4 separate regions of the Mus musculus genome follow, and all the other regions are linked to region 1. A link is a contact called in public HiChIP or PLAC-seq and promoter capture Hi-C data. All regions are on one chromosome and are shown on one strand. The core of a region is the stretch at or near the end of the contact, and the rest is flanking DNA. Distances in the headings are between cores, read along the strand shown. Region 1 holds the start of Rad52 (RAD52 homolog, DNA repair protein). Region 2 holds the start of Wnt5b (wingless-type MMTV integration site family, member 5B). Region 3 overlaps B4galnt3 (beta-1,4-N-acetyl-galactosaminyl transferase 3). Region 4 overlaps Ninj2 (ninjurin 2).

The links. Promoter capture Hi-C pulls out the DNA fragments that hold promoters and counts their contacts. HiChIP or PLAC-seq counts read pairs in DNA pulled down with a chosen protein or histone mark.
Region 2: an H3K4me3 HiChIP or PLAC-seq map of stem cell-derived neural progenitor cells shows a contact between it and region 1, with 3 times the contacts expected there. The contact joins the promoter of Wnt5b here to the promoter of Rad52 in region 1. A contact is called at or near these places in 14 of 39 promoter capture datasets (the 3T3-L1 cell line, cranial neural crest, embryonic stem cells and 6 more), 5 of 484 Hi-C or Micro-C datasets (B cells, embryonic stem cells and uterus), 10 of 115 datasets of contacts at active chromatin or transcription factors (double positive thymocytes, embryonic stem cells, large pre-B cells and 4 more) and 3 of 9 other capture datasets (embryonic stem cells, liver and pancreatic islet).
Region 3: a contact with region 1 is called in a promoter capture Hi-C map of embryonic stem cells, with 2.8 times the contacts expected there. The contact joins the enhancer-like site here to the promoter of Rad52 in region 1. A contact is called at or near these places in 1 of 39 promoter capture datasets (embryonic stem cells), 1 of 484 Hi-C or Micro-C datasets (bone marrow-derived macrophages), 9 of 115 datasets of contacts at active chromatin or transcription factors (bone marrow-derived macrophages, double positive thymocytes, embryonic stem cells and 3 more) and 2 of 9 other capture datasets (adipose tissue and liver).
Region 4: a contact with region 1 is called in an H3K4me3 HiChIP or PLAC-seq map of embryonic stem cells, with 24 read pairs. The contact joins the enhancer-like site here to the promoter of Rad52 in region 1. A contact is called at or near these places in 14 of 39 promoter capture datasets (the 3T3-L1 cell line, 3T3-L1-derived adipocytes, the C10 cell line and 8 more), 7 of 15 datasets of contacts at CTCF or cohesin (CD8 T cells, the NIH/3T3 cell line, embryonic stem cells and 3 more), 29 of 484 Hi-C or Micro-C datasets (8-cell embryo, the AML12 cell line, CD4 T cells and 18 more), 36 of 115 datasets of contacts at active chromatin or transcription factors (the 230-238 cell line, CD8 T cells, T-cell acute lymphoblastic leukemia and 20 more) and 5 of 9 other capture datasets (adipose tissue, embryonic stem cells, liver and 2 more).

The regions. Positions count from the first base shown.
Region 1 is chr6:119,900,725-119,904,361 of GRCm38.p6, reverse strand. It overlaps Rad52 (RAD52 homolog, DNA repair protein), which reads right to left and starts at 1,664. Exons shown (of 12, transcript NM_001166381.1): 1 at 1,527-1,664.
Region 2 is chr6:119,542,383-119,546,019 of GRCm38.p6, reverse strand. Wnt5b (wingless-type MMTV integration site family, member 5B) reads left to right here and starts at 1,673. Exons shown (of 5, transcript NM_009525.3): 1 at 1,673-2,039. It overlaps Gm52875, which reads right to left. Exons shown (of 2, transcript XM_030255703.1): 2 at 1,673-2,773. The coding sequence starts at 2,472. The coding sequence ends at 1,756.
Region 3 is chr6:120,228,575-120,232,211 of GRCm38.p6, reverse strand. B4galnt3 (beta-1,4-N-acetyl-galactosaminyl transferase 3) reads left to right here. Exons shown (of 20, transcript NM_198884.2): 3 at 621-698. Among named protein-coding and RNA genes, the nearest start is that of B4galnt3, 65 kb to the left of the region's middle. Within about 2 kb of position 1,676, at least 5 of the 459 cell types and tissues checked have an H3K27ac peak or open chromatin away from gene starts, as enhancers often do. A contact at or near this core is called in embryonic stem cells, where this site is marked.
Region 4 is chr6:120,185,654-120,189,290 of GRCm38.p6, reverse strand. All of the region lies in intron 1 of Ninj2 (ninjurin 2), which reads right to left. Among named protein-coding and RNA genes, the nearest start is that of Gm25327, 44 kb to the right of the region's middle. Within about 2 kb of position 1,535, at least 189 of the 459 cell types and tissues checked have an H3K27ac peak or open chromatin away from gene starts, as enhancers often do. A contact at or near this core is called in the 230-238 cell line, 8-cell embryo, CD8 T cells and 26 more, where this site is marked.

The DNA.
Region 1 (3,637 bases), core at 415-2,914:
TGGAAATTGAACTCAGGTCCTCTGAAAGAAGAGCCACTACTCCTAGCCACTGAGCCATTTCTCCAGCCTGCATTTTTTTTTAAAGATTAGAAATTTTGATTCTTTAAAAAAAAAAAAAAAAAAAAAAAAAAAACAGCCAGGTGATGGTGGCACACGCCTTTGATCCCAGCACTTGGGAGGCAGAGGCAGGCGGATTTCTGAGTTCAAGGCCAGCCTAGTCTGCAAAGTGAGTTCCAGGACAGCCAGGTCTACACAGAGAAACCCTGTCTTGAAAAAACCAAAAAAAAAAAAAAAAAAAAATTAATGTTTGTATTATATAAGTATGTGTGTTTTGCCTGCATGCTTATCTGTGCACCACAAGTACTGAAGAAGGTATCCCTTATAACTAGAGATATAGACAGTTGTAAGCCACCATGTGAGTGGTGGGAATTGAACCCAGGTCCTTGGGAAGAGCAGCAGCCAGTTTTTTAAATAAAATATAATTCACATCATTTCCTCTCTCTCTCCTCCAATCCCTCATATCCCTCTCTCAACTTCATAGCCTTTTTCTGTTTTGTTTTACACAGACAACAGAGACATACATATATGAATAAATAAATATAACCCCTAAGTCTGTTTAATGTAGCATGTACATGTACAATTTTAGGGCTGATCACTTGGTACTGGGTAATCCATTAGGGGGTTCATCTCTGGGAAAGCCATTCTCCCTTTCTGACAGTCATTAATTGCGTATAGCTCTTCATCTAAGGGCGGGGCCCTTTAAGACCCCTCCCCCAATCCAAGTTGGCATGTCAACTGGTGCTGTTAATTGTCCAGGTCTTATTAAAGAAGCAATATTGAGATGGCCATGTAGGGGAATCAGCCTAGATGACCATCAACTTAATCAACTGATGGATAATTCAAACGAGATACAAACATCGGAACTTTATTCTGCGGAACAGATCCCACCGAAACCCACACAAAGTACTGTATTTCATACAAGTGAAACAGGTTCACTGACAAAGCAGACGGGGGTCCTAGGATGACGGGAAAAGTGAGAGGGAGAGCTAACTGTGGCTTCTGGATTTATTTAGGAGTGATGAAAATGTTATGGAATTCGATGTTGCTAGGGGTTACACAACCCCCAAGCATATGAGTAACCAGAGAACTGTACACCCCCGAGGAGTGAATTTAACCGTACTAATGCACGCTTCGTTTTTCAAAGTCCAGAAAGGCTACCCTGAATGTCAAACTCCTCAAGTCCACAGTTTCTTCTCAGCCCCACCGACTCCCTCCGACTTCACCCTGTCCTAGACAGTCCTGTTAACAGTCAGCGCGCGTGTCGCACGGTGCTCCCGAGCACGCGGTCAGCAACCCCGGACCAGGCGCCTCCCTCCAGATCCAGCGCAACCGTGGGGGCTTCAGGGCTCGGCCTCCCCGGTGGAGACGCCCCCGTGCCGGGCGTGTCCAGCAGCCGCCCGAATCCGAAAGGCCCCACGCTCCCCGACCCCGCTAGAACCACCCCGGCGAGGACCGTCCTCACTCACGCGCTTCGGAACGCGGTGCACGCAGGAGCTCGGTCCGGGTGCCTGCCGGGAAGCCGGAGAGGGCCTCGCAGAAGGAATGGAGACTCTGCAAGCTCAGAGTCCTCGCCCAAAGAAAAACAGAAGGAAAGGCCGTAAGTCAAGTCAGAAGGCGCCGAGAGCCGCAAAGCAGGCTGTCGCAAATCAAGTCGCGAACTGGAAGCGGCGGAGGACTCAGCATCCTGAGCGCTCTTGGGCTGTTATCTCACCGCCCGCGGCGATCAGCCTTCCCGCAGCCGCAGCAAGCCGCTTCGGTTTCCGTAGGCGCCCTGCGAGGGTCCCTGGTGTGACCCGGCTGGGTGACGCCCGGAGCCAACCTCTCCTCGGTGTGCTTTTAAACTCTGAGACCCTGGCAGCCAGTGGGATTTCCCCTGAAATTCAACCGGAACTAACTGGATGACAGTTACACTTTAGGCATCACTCCAAGTTAAACACAGACTGATCTCAGTTTATGATGTTTTCTGCTTTACAACAGATCTACGTCTCCAATGTGTAGTTTATATACTGAGAACTTTTTGTTTTTAATGGTCAGGCCTTCAGATTGTTGCAATTTAACCAATTCATTATATGGCCACTATATCCAGGATCTTTCGTGTTTTCCTAGATGGTTGACTTAACTAATCTTCCCAGAAACACGGAGTCAGATGCAGTTAATAAATAAATCGAAAGTCCTTTAGCACATTGTAGGGTCCATACTGACAAGACCAAGATAACAGGACAATGACACTAGCTACAAGAGAAACTCAGAATTCTGTTTCTGGAATTAGCTGGTCACTCAACTTGCCCATTACTTGCACAAAAAGGAAAGACTCTTTCTCAGGGCAGTGGTGGCCACATCTTTAATCCCAGCACCCAGGAGACAGGGGCAGGCAGATGTCTTGAGTTCGAGGATGCTACACAGAGAAACTCTGTCTCGAAGAAAAGAAAAACATCATTTGAAACTGTGCTACTGGCCGATGCAAGAGTACCAAATTTCCATTCTGGTGGCACAGACCTGTAACTCAAACTACTGGGGAAGCTGAGATAGGAGAATCCCAAAATCAAGGACAGCCTGGGCTTAAAACCTGTCTAGGTAAAAAGAGGGTTGGCATTATAGCTTAGTAGTAGGACTCTTGCCTGGCATGTAGGAAGTAATGGACTCAATCCCAACGACAGGGGAGGAGAACCTGAACATCTACGGCTACAGAGATCGCTCCACAGTTTAAGAGCACGTACTATTTCAGAGAACCTGAGTTAGGTTCCCCACATCCAAATTAGGGGACTCACAACTACCTGTAACTACAGTTCAAGGGGACCCAGTGCTCTCTTCTGGCCTCTGAAGGCACCGTAAACATACGACACTCATTTGCCCAGACACACAAAACATGTATACATATAAATAAAAACAAATCTTTTTTAAAAAAATAGACTATTAATCTGTTATCCGTGCGCCTCAGAACGTGGTGCTTGCAGGAGCTTGGCCCCGGGTGCCTGCAGGAGCTTGGCCCCGGGTGCCTGCAGGGAAGCCGAAGTGGGCCTCGCAGAAGAGATGGAGACTCTGCAAGCTCAGGGGACGCAGGGAAGAGGGCCATCAGGTTTGTACTGAGCCATGTGGCTGAACCCCTTTCCTTTTATAATTACTTATGTTAAACATCTTTTTATATTTTGGATATCATATAGCCGCCCAAATCCAAAGGGCCTCATGCTCCGAGACCCCACTGAGACCACAATGAAGACGCAGCACAAGATGGCGCACACCTTTAATTTCAGCACTCAGAGGGCAGACACAAATGAAAATCAACTTGGTCTACATAAGGAGTTGCAAGACAGCCAGTGCTACACTATAGAGAAACTCTGTCTCAACAAAACAAAACCACTAAGGACGGGCTGGTGAGTTTACTCAGTGGTTAAGAGAAATTGTTGCTCTTGCAGAGCATCTGGGGTTAGATTCCCAGCACCCACATGGCAGCTCACAACCATCTGTAACTCCAGGTCCAGGGGCTCTGATGCCTGCTTCTGGCATTCTTGGGCACGTAGTGCATACATACATGAAGGTAAGATGTTCATACCCATACATCTAAATGTTCATACCCATA
Region 2 (3,637 bases), core at 424-2,923, 360 kb after region 1:
TCATCCAAAGACATGCCCAGAAATTTGTCTCCAAGGCAATACTAGATCCTGCCAGATTGCCAATCAATCTAAAGCAGACCTTCTTGCCAGCCTCTGGAGCACAGGTTCTGTATAGACCTCGCTAGCTCACGGCCCAGGCTATGCAGCCTGCTCATGATATGCATCTTAGCTGAGCAAGGGCTTCCCACAGGGCCACTATCTGATGTATCTTGGACAAAGGAGGGAAGGAGGGATGTGCTGGCTGCTGGCTGAGTTGCTTCTCTCACGCTGTCAGCGAGGGGCAGGCAGAGCAAAATGACCCTGGGCGAGCATGAGCATTCTAGGGGTCCACCTCCCCACATCCTGTTTCTCTAGACTTTAAACTTCCGGATGGTGAGAGCTCACGGATTGAACCCCAGGCAGCATTCAGGTTTTGTTCCCAGGTGGCCTTCTGGAGTGATTACAACCTCCAGGTTTTCCCTGAAACTTCCACAAAGCCAGAAGCCCAGAACGAATGATTCACTAGAGGGAAATACTGGAGCCAATTATAAACTGACAAAGCCAACTCAGAGATTTTGTGCTTGTTTTAGATGGCTCTCCCCTTGTCCCATGTGTCCCCAAGGATAAAGCCCTTGAACTGGACTCCCTGAGAGGGCAGGGTCCTATAATTATCATAAGGCATTGATTTACTGGCTGGACCAGATCTTGTAAACCACGCTCACTTCCAAGTGAGAAAAGTCCCGGAGTACCTGGGCTGCTGCCACCCCAATTCCAAGAGCCTTTCTTTCCAATTAAGGGATCATTTGATGAAAATATCCCTTAACTCTTCCTATTGTGACCCCTGAGAACAACAGCTCCTTACACCTCCTCAGTGTGATGAGTTCCTTGTCTTTTTAATGCCCAGAAGGGGGATTCTGTCCCCTTCTTTGGTTTCTAGGTCAAAAGTACAGTGTCTTTGATTATTACTGCTGGTTCCTTCCCCTCACCGAACTGAATTTCGAGGGAATTTCTTTAGCAGGGTGACAAACTCACAACCTGCAGAATGGATTCAGATCATGTGCTCGTGGTGGGCACCATGTAACCAGGATCTGGAACAGGGTTCTGCCACCAGCTGGAGGCCTGGACTCCCCAAAGCCTCTTCTAATTCCTTTCACCTTTTCCGGTTCCTTGGGCAGCTCACTGTGGTGTTCTGTGAGGAAACAGACTAACAGACTATAGGAACCGCCATAAAAGTGTTTAAATTCTGCCCTGAGCTAAGGCCAAACACTGGCCTCTAGTGACCTTTGCAGGCTACTAACGGTAGGGTCCTTTTATGTGCCTCATGTTTATCCGGAGACTAACTGGGCCCTAAGTCCTGACAGAAGCCTTTCCCGCTAGAACAATCCAGGCATCAGAGTCCCAGTCTGAGACCTGCCTGTGTGGGTCCGGACCGGGGTTTGCAGAGTGGAAATAGCTCCCGGGTCGCTTCGCAGCTCCGGACTCCAAAGGGTGTCACCAAAAGGTGAGTCACGCGTCCGCGCTCCACGTCCACGCGCGGTTGCAGTGCTCTGTCCCCGCAGAGTCTGCGGGACAGTGGGCGCGGAGGGGCGCGGAAGGCAGGTGCGGGGGCCGGTCCGGCTCCGGGGAGGAGCCCTCCGGAGCTGGGCGTCGCGCGCGGCCGCGGGCTGCGGGGGGCGGGGAGGCGGCGCGGGGCGGGGCGGGGCGCAGGCGGCGGAGCCCCGGGATCGCGCGCCCCGCGCCGGCGCTGCACTCGAGCCGTGGCCGCCAACGGTGCCGCTAAGTCGGGGCCGAAACTTCTCGGGGTCCCGCGCTCCAGGCCGGTGGCGCTAGCGGCGCCTGAAGGGACGGTGGGGACAACGCGTCTCCCCGGACCCCGAGACCGCGCAGCCTGCGGCCGAGTCGGAGCTCCGGGCGCCCAGCGCCCATCAGGGCGGACCGGGCACTCCGGGCGGGCAGGCTCCGGCCGCGGATGAGGAGTGCGGGGCGGCTGCGCGAGCGGCCCGCGCGCTGAGCCGAGGCTGCCCCGTCCCGTGGACGACCCGACGCCGCAGCCCCCGCAGGTAAGCTCGGGAGTCGGCCCCGCGCCGGCCGAGGGCGCTGTGTGGCCAGGTGGCGGGAAAGGGGCGCGCGGCGACGGGCTCCGCGGGCCGTTGCGAACAAAGCTGGGGCCGCGCGCGGGTGCCTGGCGCGGGCAGGTGGGGCGCGAGCGTCCAGGGGCTCTGCGCTCGTACGGCGCCTGGCCCGGAGCGGGACTGGCCCCCGGGGCGCTGCGCGTCGCCTCCGCGAAGCGGGGAACCCGGAGCTGCTCCGCTTTTCCTGGCTCGCCGGGGCCCAGCTGCAGTTTTGCGCGCGACGAACGGCGCGGAGTGTCTCCGACAGGTACTGCGAAGGGATGACTTTAGCCCAAGTTCCTGTCCCAGGCCACCGCGGGTCACACACTGGAGACGTGGTGCTGTCTGGTTCTCGACTGCTCCTCTGCATCTCTCTGTCCATCCTCGCGGGGCGCCTCAGAGGGTATCTGGCCCAACACTCTGGTCAGACCCAACTTTCTTGGGTATTTGCATCCTCACAAGTCATTGTTGAACACTGCTCACTTTGCTTCTAGAACGATCGGTTCTGTTTTGCAGGCAGAGAAACTGAAGTGGCTCAAGCCCAGGGTGAGTTGCACAGTGAATCGATGGAGGAGGAAACGTTTGTCCCCATAACCAAGGTCCCTTTTCAATGCTTTTGCACTGCCAGGCCACGTTGGCAAAGCTTTCAGCAGCTGCCACCTTGAGCAGTTTCAGCCTGGTACCTGGAAGAAAAAAAGACCCAGGGTCAAGTTAGCAGTCTCCTCAACTACTCAGGCCACCTCAGAGAAAGGCTCCCATTTGCCAGAACTTTGGTGTTCTGGCTGTCAATATAGGAACAGAGATAGCAAGCAAGCAGGGGCTCACTCCTTGCCAGAGATCAGCACTTAGGCAGGTCCATGTGGACATATTAGGGTTTCTCTTTTGTGACTGGCCAGACAGCACAGGCCCGAGTAGTAGGTACACTCCCAGAAAGCTGGACCATCTTCCCCTGAGCCACTGTTCCTGCGTGGATTCATTCCGGAGGAGAGCCTGCCTATTTATCAAAGATGAGGCCCTGATCTCAGGCCCAGGCTGGAGATGGCCCTGATCTCAGGTCCAGCAGCCACAGGCCTGACCTAGTAAAAACCCCACCTTGGTGCAAGGCTGGGTGGGGAAGGCTGCAGGATGGTTTCCTTTTATTTCAAAATAGTATCACATCTCTCTTTGACACATGATTGGTAGCTATAACTAGCAAGGAGGAGGGGCAAAAAACAATGCCCAGAGACACTGGGGGCCAGTGTCCTGAGGAGGAAGGCAGCGTTGTGTCTTCATAAGATGTTGAAGGGCAGGTGCCCAAGAAGGGAATTGTACGGGAAGCCAGGGCTCCTAACCAACAAGCGCAGGTGGCAGACACCATGAGCGGCTGTGACAGACATCGTCTTTGAGCTTTTTGTTGTTGTTTCACATCGTTTCCTAGTGTGATCACTCTGTAGACCAGACTAACCTCAAACTCAGAGATCCGCCTGCCTCTGCCTCCCGAGTGCTGGGATTAGAGTGCGCCACCACACCCAACCCTCTTTACCTTTGTTGCCCCTCCACGCTTCTTT
Region 3 (3,637 bases), core at 427-2,926, 330 kb before region 1:
GAAAGCCAGAGCCCGTAAAGTAGACAAATGCCCTTCCCTGCAAACAGCTGGGGTGCAGTTTGTCACGAAGCATTTCTCTATAGTATTGCTCAGGTGTAGGTTAGGGAAACTGAAGGCCATTCCCATTTGGACCCTCTTCCCACCCCAACCCCTGCAACCATTGACCATAGAGCAGACATGGATCCCCAAAGCCAGATGAGACCAAAGTAACTCTGTAGACCCATGTGGTAGGGAGGGTCTGGGGTGTCTTTGAGGGGCTCCCATTTGTTGAGACCAGTGACAAGTCTGGATAGAACTTGGGGGTGGGGGCTGAAGGAATAAGAAATCACAGCTCCTGCTCCAAGGGCATCCAGAGTCCACTTTTTCTCATGGTTGAAAACTTCAGGGAAGTGACCAGAAAGCGGAGTGCATGTTGACAAGCCTGACATACTCTCCTCAGGGATGTGGTGTAAATAATGAATGAGACTGTGTCCCTTAAGCTGACAAGCTTCCTTGAGGCAGGAACTATGTCCCATGACCCCTTCCTTCTCCACAGTCAGCTTCAAGGAGCCCAGAATCCTGTTCTGTCTCCAATTTCTTATTAATCTTTTCACCAAGCTCCTTCTCTGTTTTGCTGATAGGACCAAGAAATTGCCCGAAGTAGGAGTAGGAACAGTAGCTACCTGAAGTGGAACAAGCCTGTCCCCTGGCTCTCAGAGGTAAAGGTCTCTATAGAACCTGGTCTCTGTGTATAGGGTGTGTGTGTGTGTGTGTGTGTGTGTGTGTGTGTGTGTGTGTGTGTGTATTCTGCCTGCGTGTATGTGTACTTCTGGTTAGGTCAGAAGAGGGCATTGAATTCCCTAGAACTGGAATTATAGACAGTTTTGGGTGCTGGGAGTTGAACCCTGGTCCTCTGGAACCAGTGCTTTTAACCATTGAGCCATCTCTCAAGCCCCTGAACCTGGTGTTTAAAGAGAAGGGACTTAAACAGATGAAATGGGCACACAAACATTTGCTGCAAACCTACTGTGTGCATATCCATCTCCCATCAGCTGTTTTGACTCTGTAAGGTAGTATTGTGTTAACCGAGCTTTCTGTTGCTAGAGCAACCGCCTGGCACAATCCACTCCTAAGAATCTTCTCCTATGAAGAAGAAGGGTATCATCGAGCATGGTTTCAGAGGTTTTAGTTCTAGCTTGGTTTGCTCTGTTGCTTTGGGTCAATGTAGCACAGCACATCTTGATGAGAGCTAGAGGAGGGTTATTCTAACATCGGGGTGTATAGAAAGCAAAGAAGACAGGGAAGGGCTGGTCCTAATATCTCTCCAGCATCAGACCTCTGAGACCTCTTTCCTTTAGGCTCTACTGGTTCCCAGTAGCACTGCAGGCTGGGACTTATGGGCATTTCAGAGACACTGTTGATCCAAACTGTAGAGGTCATTCATTATTCTTATTTTATAGGTGGGAAAGCAGTGTCTAGGGAGTTTACATGACTTTCACAGCTATGCCAATCCCCAGTCTTAAAGATAACAACCTCCCCAAGAGTTATGTTCTCAAACCATTAAATCCCAGCTATTCCAGGAAGAAAGAAATCCATTGTTTAAAAAAGATTAAAAACAAAACAAAACAAAAACACAACGTAAAAGCCCACTGTGCAAGGCAACTGTTCTTGGAAATCCACATTAGCATATGAAAGATTCTGAGAAGTCCTGGGCAAATCTGTTTAGCTTGGTTTAGCTCAGCAGGTCCCAAATTTATTTGCCCCTGAATTGCCTTTGCCTTTTCCATAAATGCCTGTTAAGATTCTGAACCACCGATGTTCTAGAGGAGCATGCATTAGGAACTGGCTTCAGAAAGCAGTTGTGAGGGGTCCAAAAAAAAAAAAAAAATCACACCAGGTACAGTGACACAGCAGGGCAGTTAGTTAGTCACTTGAGTCTGCACAGCAAAGCAACAGTCAAAATCCCAGCCACTCTGAAACTTTTTACTTATGGGCATTGGTATTCTTTTTATTTTATTTTTTAATGAACATGTCCGTGTACAAGATACCATAAGTACATGCTTATGCCCAAACTCTGGAATAGCATGGTGTTCTGGGACGTCATATTTTACAGTCATCTTGGGGCCTGGGGTAGAGACGACTTTTCTTGGCTGTGCGGTGTGGGCCAGTCCATTGTCTTTGTTGTTCCTGCTGCAGAGTGATCTCACAGCTTGGGCGGTTTGATTTCCAACCCACCCACACAAGGGCAAGAGTGAAAGAGACAACGTTAGCCCCTCTACGCTGTGATACTGTCTGTTTTAAAGCCCAGTGGGAGGGTGGGTTACAATGCTGGTACAGTTGTTCTAGGTGACATCACCAGATTGCTGGAGACAGTGTGCTGAGCCATTGCTGTAAAGATCAGTTGCTCTGGTATCTAGCCTTCACTCTATTAGAGCAGCTTGGATCAGTTTTCTTTTTCTTGTTTTTTTTTTTTTTCTTCCACTTTTTTTGTTGTTTATTTTTGAGACAGGGTCTCATATCGCCCAGGCTGGCTGCACGGTTGTCTCAACTGTGTAGTTGACAATGAACCTGAACTCTTCCCAACCCTCTGCCTTCATCTCCCAAGGGCTAGGGTTACAGGCATGAGCCAGCTCTTCCAGCATATTCCCATTCTCTCTCTCTCTCTCTCTCTCTCTCTCTCTCTCTCTCTCTCTCTCTCTCTCTCATTTTGGAAATAGGATCTCACTATGTAGCTCAAGCTAGCCTGAAAGTTATGATCCTCCAGCCTCAGCTTCCTGAATACTGGAATTATAGGCATGTGCCCTCGTTATCTGTCCTAGATTGACTTTTTGTTTTGAGAAAAAAGAGGGCTTGGCTGGGCTGGAACTCACAGAACCTGCCTCTGCCTATAGAGTACTGAGGTTTAAGGCATCTGCTACCACACCCTGACAGAATCAACTTTTTTTGCTTTTGGGGTTTGGTTGGTTGGTTGGTTTGTTGGTTGGTTGGTTGGTTGGTTGGTTTTGGAGACAGTGTTTTCCTGGGTAGCCCTGGCTGTCCTATTCTGTAGACCAGACTGTCCTTGAACTCACAGAGATCCATCTGCCTCTGCCTCCCATGTGCTGGGGTTAAAGGTGTGTGCCCTCACAGCCTGGCCAGAATTGACTTTTAAAAGAAATAATTGGGGGCTGGAGAGATGGCTCACTGACTGCTCTTCCAAAGGTCCTGAGTTCAAATCCCAGCAACCACATGGTGGCTCACAACCACCCATAATGAGATCTGATGCCCTCCTCCGGTGTGTCTAAAGACAGCTACAGTGAACTTACATATAATAATAAATAAATCTCTTAAAAAAGGAGAGATATTTATTATCTTAGTACATGTATGTGGCTTTTCGGTGGTAAATGACCGATTTCCGTGGATTTCATTTTTAAACGTCAAAAGATTTAAAATCCTTAATCTTCATAGATCTTCAGAGAATCCCTGATTTCCTAGGACAGGGAGGTGAGTAACAGCCACTCCAGCCCAGCTTCTCCATCTCTCCCATGGCTGGGACTTCTGTGTGTCCAGCTCAGTGGCTCTTGGAATGGGGTGCCCACCCCCTTTGCAGTATGCCTGAGAGGTTGAAGTTAGTGGAGAGTCTTGCTCTAAGCGAACACTTCAGGCCTTGCCTTTCTTC
Region 4 (3,637 bases), core at 286-2,785, 290 kb before region 1:
CCCTCTTCTGCTGTCTTCCCTGCCCCTTTGGACACGGTCTCACTGCATAGCCCAGCTGGTCTTGAACTTAAGCTGTCTCCACCTTTAAGATCCTCTCTTGCATATTCTTGGGTTGCACAGTCCCCGAGCTCAGTCCCTTGCTAGTGTTTGGTGCTAGGATGCTGGAGAAGAAACTTAAGTGTCTCAAATACACACTGCTTTCCCACAAATTTATTAAAGAAAAGAGCTTTAGGGTGTGGCATCACTTCCGGGACAGGGGAGTGGCTTGGGACATCTGTTGGAAAACCTGCTCCACCCCTAAGGACTGTCTTTTTCTCTCCTGGACTGTAATCCTCACATAGGGCTGACAGGCCCGGTGCTGTCACTGTCTTCAGGCCAAAACCCACAAAAGGGCAGACTCCTGCGGCTCTCTGTTTGGGGCAGGCCCCATGCCGCCACTGTGCCGCCCTTGGCCTTCCATGCCAAGAGCAGCCGTCTTGCCCTTAAAAATCAACAGCCTCTAATCCGCGGTAGGGCGGGGTGTCTTTTGCGTGTTATTCTGGTGATAATCCCTGACTGTCCCTGAAAGCTCCTCCAGCCTTGGATTCAACCTCCCTGGGAGGCTCCAGCTCTTGCCCAAGGCCCCAGGACTGGGCCTGGACCGTGCAACATTAAAGATGAGGGGCGTGGCCTTCGGGGGGGCTGGGGGGAAGGGCTGCGGGACTGCGGTTGTCCCGCAGGGGAGGCCAGGAAACTGCTTAGAGAGGCTCAGGTTAGCTCAGCCCCTCCCCGGCAGGAATCTGAGTCTTCGGAAACCCAAGTGAGAATTACAGGCGACAATAGGGTTGGTCCTCCACTAGAGGAGGCAGAATGTGCAGAGAGGCTGCAAGGGAGGACCTGCGTGGGAGAGCGCGGCGGGGCCTGCTTACTCTTTGCGGAGAGCTCGCCCATCTCCCCTGCAAACAGAACTTGGCCAGTGGCCTTTAGGAAAGACTACTCAGAGTGCAGTTAACCGTGGATTTACCACACACAAACTGCCCAAGGATCTATCTGTTCCCCCCACCCCCCCACCCCCCAGTGCTCACCCAAGACCAGAGCACTTTCTGGGTCAGAACTTTGCTTGGAGGTTTTCAGCCCCATTTGGCACTTAGCTCTAGAGTCCACTTTGGCTCTAGAGTTTCCCCCAAAGCAAATATTCTCCAGGTCCACCCAGCCCACCTCCGCTGCCCCGCTGCCCCGTGGATCCTACTTTTAAGAGCCAAGTAAAAGAGTTAACACGGAAAGAGCAACAAAGACAATGCTGCCTGCCGAGCACAGCTCTGAAAATGGAACTAGTCCCAAATTTGTAAGTGAAGGAACCGAAGTTCCAAGAAATTGGCTGCCCAAAGGTCAGATCTGAAGGGCTGTGTGCCCATATGGAAGTCCTTAGGCCGGCGCTCTTTTTTTGAATATGGTTCTCAACGCGTGTGGATTTGATGTGGAAGCAGAAGCAGCGGGGAGCACACAGTAACGAAGGTGCTGGGTCAGAGGCGTGGCTTGGTGACAGACCACTTCCCTTTCACTCGTAGGCTGGATCCCCAACAGGGGCGGGGGATGGGTAGGCAGGTTCTCTGACTGAATCAGACAATCAGGAGAGATGCCCGGGCATGAGGACCACTGCCCTATCCATGGCTGCCCTGGAAGTCTCTTTCTGCGCGCCTCTGCTGGCCAGTTTCATGTTGATTTTGCCTTTTAATTCATTTAATAGCACCTCCCCCCCCCCTCTGCTCCCCGGAAACCAAGGGTCAGAACAGTTCAGTGAGGTTGCCAGGACCACCCAGCTTTTAAGTATTAGAGTTCCTGGGATCTGGGACCTGGGTCGCTAAGCCACTACACCCAGCTTTCACAAACCTCAAAAGGCCCACCCAGAATTATGGCTCACACCTTCAAACCCAGTACTTAGGAAGCTGGGGTAAGAGGCTTGTTTAAGGCTAGCCTGGGCTACGTAGGATGTTCCAGTTCAACCTGGGCTTCAAGAGTGAGAGATCTTGCCTCAAAAAAGAACCAAACAGACCCTCAAAGGACCAGTCTAAAGAATTTTAATGTAGTATTTCTAGGTTTTCCCACAGGAAAACCAATGAAACGAAGCCCAGATTTCATTTTATCCTGGCAGCCAGGATGGGTGGCAGCATCTCTCCCCTATACCCATTATAGGCACACCATTGCCTTGTCTCCGAGAGCCCGAGGCCCCTTTCTTTTCATCCTCGGCCACACCAGAGCTGAGGCGTCATGGGTGCTGAAGGGCTCTGCCACTTCAGTACATCTGAGCCACGGGATTTCTCCAAGCTGTAATGGAGAACCTGAATCCAGAGAGAAGTCTAAATGTAGAATAAAAAATAAACAAAGAAAGAAGGAAGAAAAGAAACAGAGAGAGAGAGAGAGAGATGCCTTTGTCTCCAAACAATGACAAACAAACCCAGAAGTTAGTTCTGAAGTTGAAAGTCAACATTGCACACCACGATGAGAGTGAGTGTGGCCTCCCCACTAGAGCATACATTTCAAAAGGCGAGAGTTCTTGTTTGGAATGTAATGCAATTAGAACAAGAAGTACTGACAGTTTCTGGCTGTAGTCCAGGTGAGAAGACCCCCAGCAGGCCATGGTATCTGTCAGCTAGATGGGAAAAGGGGAAGGTGCTGAATTTTCCACCCCATCCAGCCCGGAGAGAGCCTGCCAAGATGCCCGCCTATTCAGTCCAGTTCAACAAACCACATCTCCAGCTCCTTCTATCAGACGCAGACATCTAGGATGCAGTGAAGATCCCTGCCTGCCGTACAGTCCTGCCCTCCTAATCTCCTAAAACGGCAAGGGTTAGCAGGGAATAAAGTGTCTAAAGTGGGGAAGCCAGGAGATAAAATGACCCTTCATGCCACCCCAACGGCTGCTGCGGGGACTGTGGACTTTGTCTCCCTCGGTGCTGCAGCACCTCACCTGACAGGGCTAATGAACAAGTGAATGAACTCTGCATTCATTCAGAAAGGGCCTAGCAGACGGAAGAGGAGTTGTGTGCCAGACCCCCTTCAATGGAGCATCTTGCTTGCTGTACTGCAGTATCCTTGGTACTGGCCATAGATGAAATAGACTATAGAGGGAATAAACAAGAGAGGATTCAGGGAGCACAGAGTCCCCAGTGCTGGGGTGACGACAGTCCTGAGGGGCCCCCTTTGACTGACTTGCCAGCATGAGTCAGCAGGACTGTGCCCACCTGGGACCCTGACCCAGCCCAGGTGCTTTGCTCTCACCCAGCCCTCATTCCTTCCTCGCCCAGCTGGTGCAGCTGGAGACCTCACATGGCGGGTGCACCGCTCTCTCTTCAGTTCTCAGGCTTCCAGTGCCGCTGTGAGATGGGAGGACACAGTCACTGAGCCCAGCCTGCACTCAGCAGTGCCTCTGATAGCAGACAAAGCTGAAGGAAACCGAGGGGGAGCGAGCAAGCCAGCAATGGCAGAGTTCTCTGTGGAGCCAGGGAGGTCTGACTGGAGGGGGCTCTCCCTATCTCTGCTGGGTGACCTTGGAGCCCCCACAAAGCCTTGCTGCTTCTCTGCTTTTGATGTCTGGAAGGACCTTCCTCTGAAAGATTTCCTTCTCACCAGAAGTCAGTGTAGGCCTACTCTGGATTGA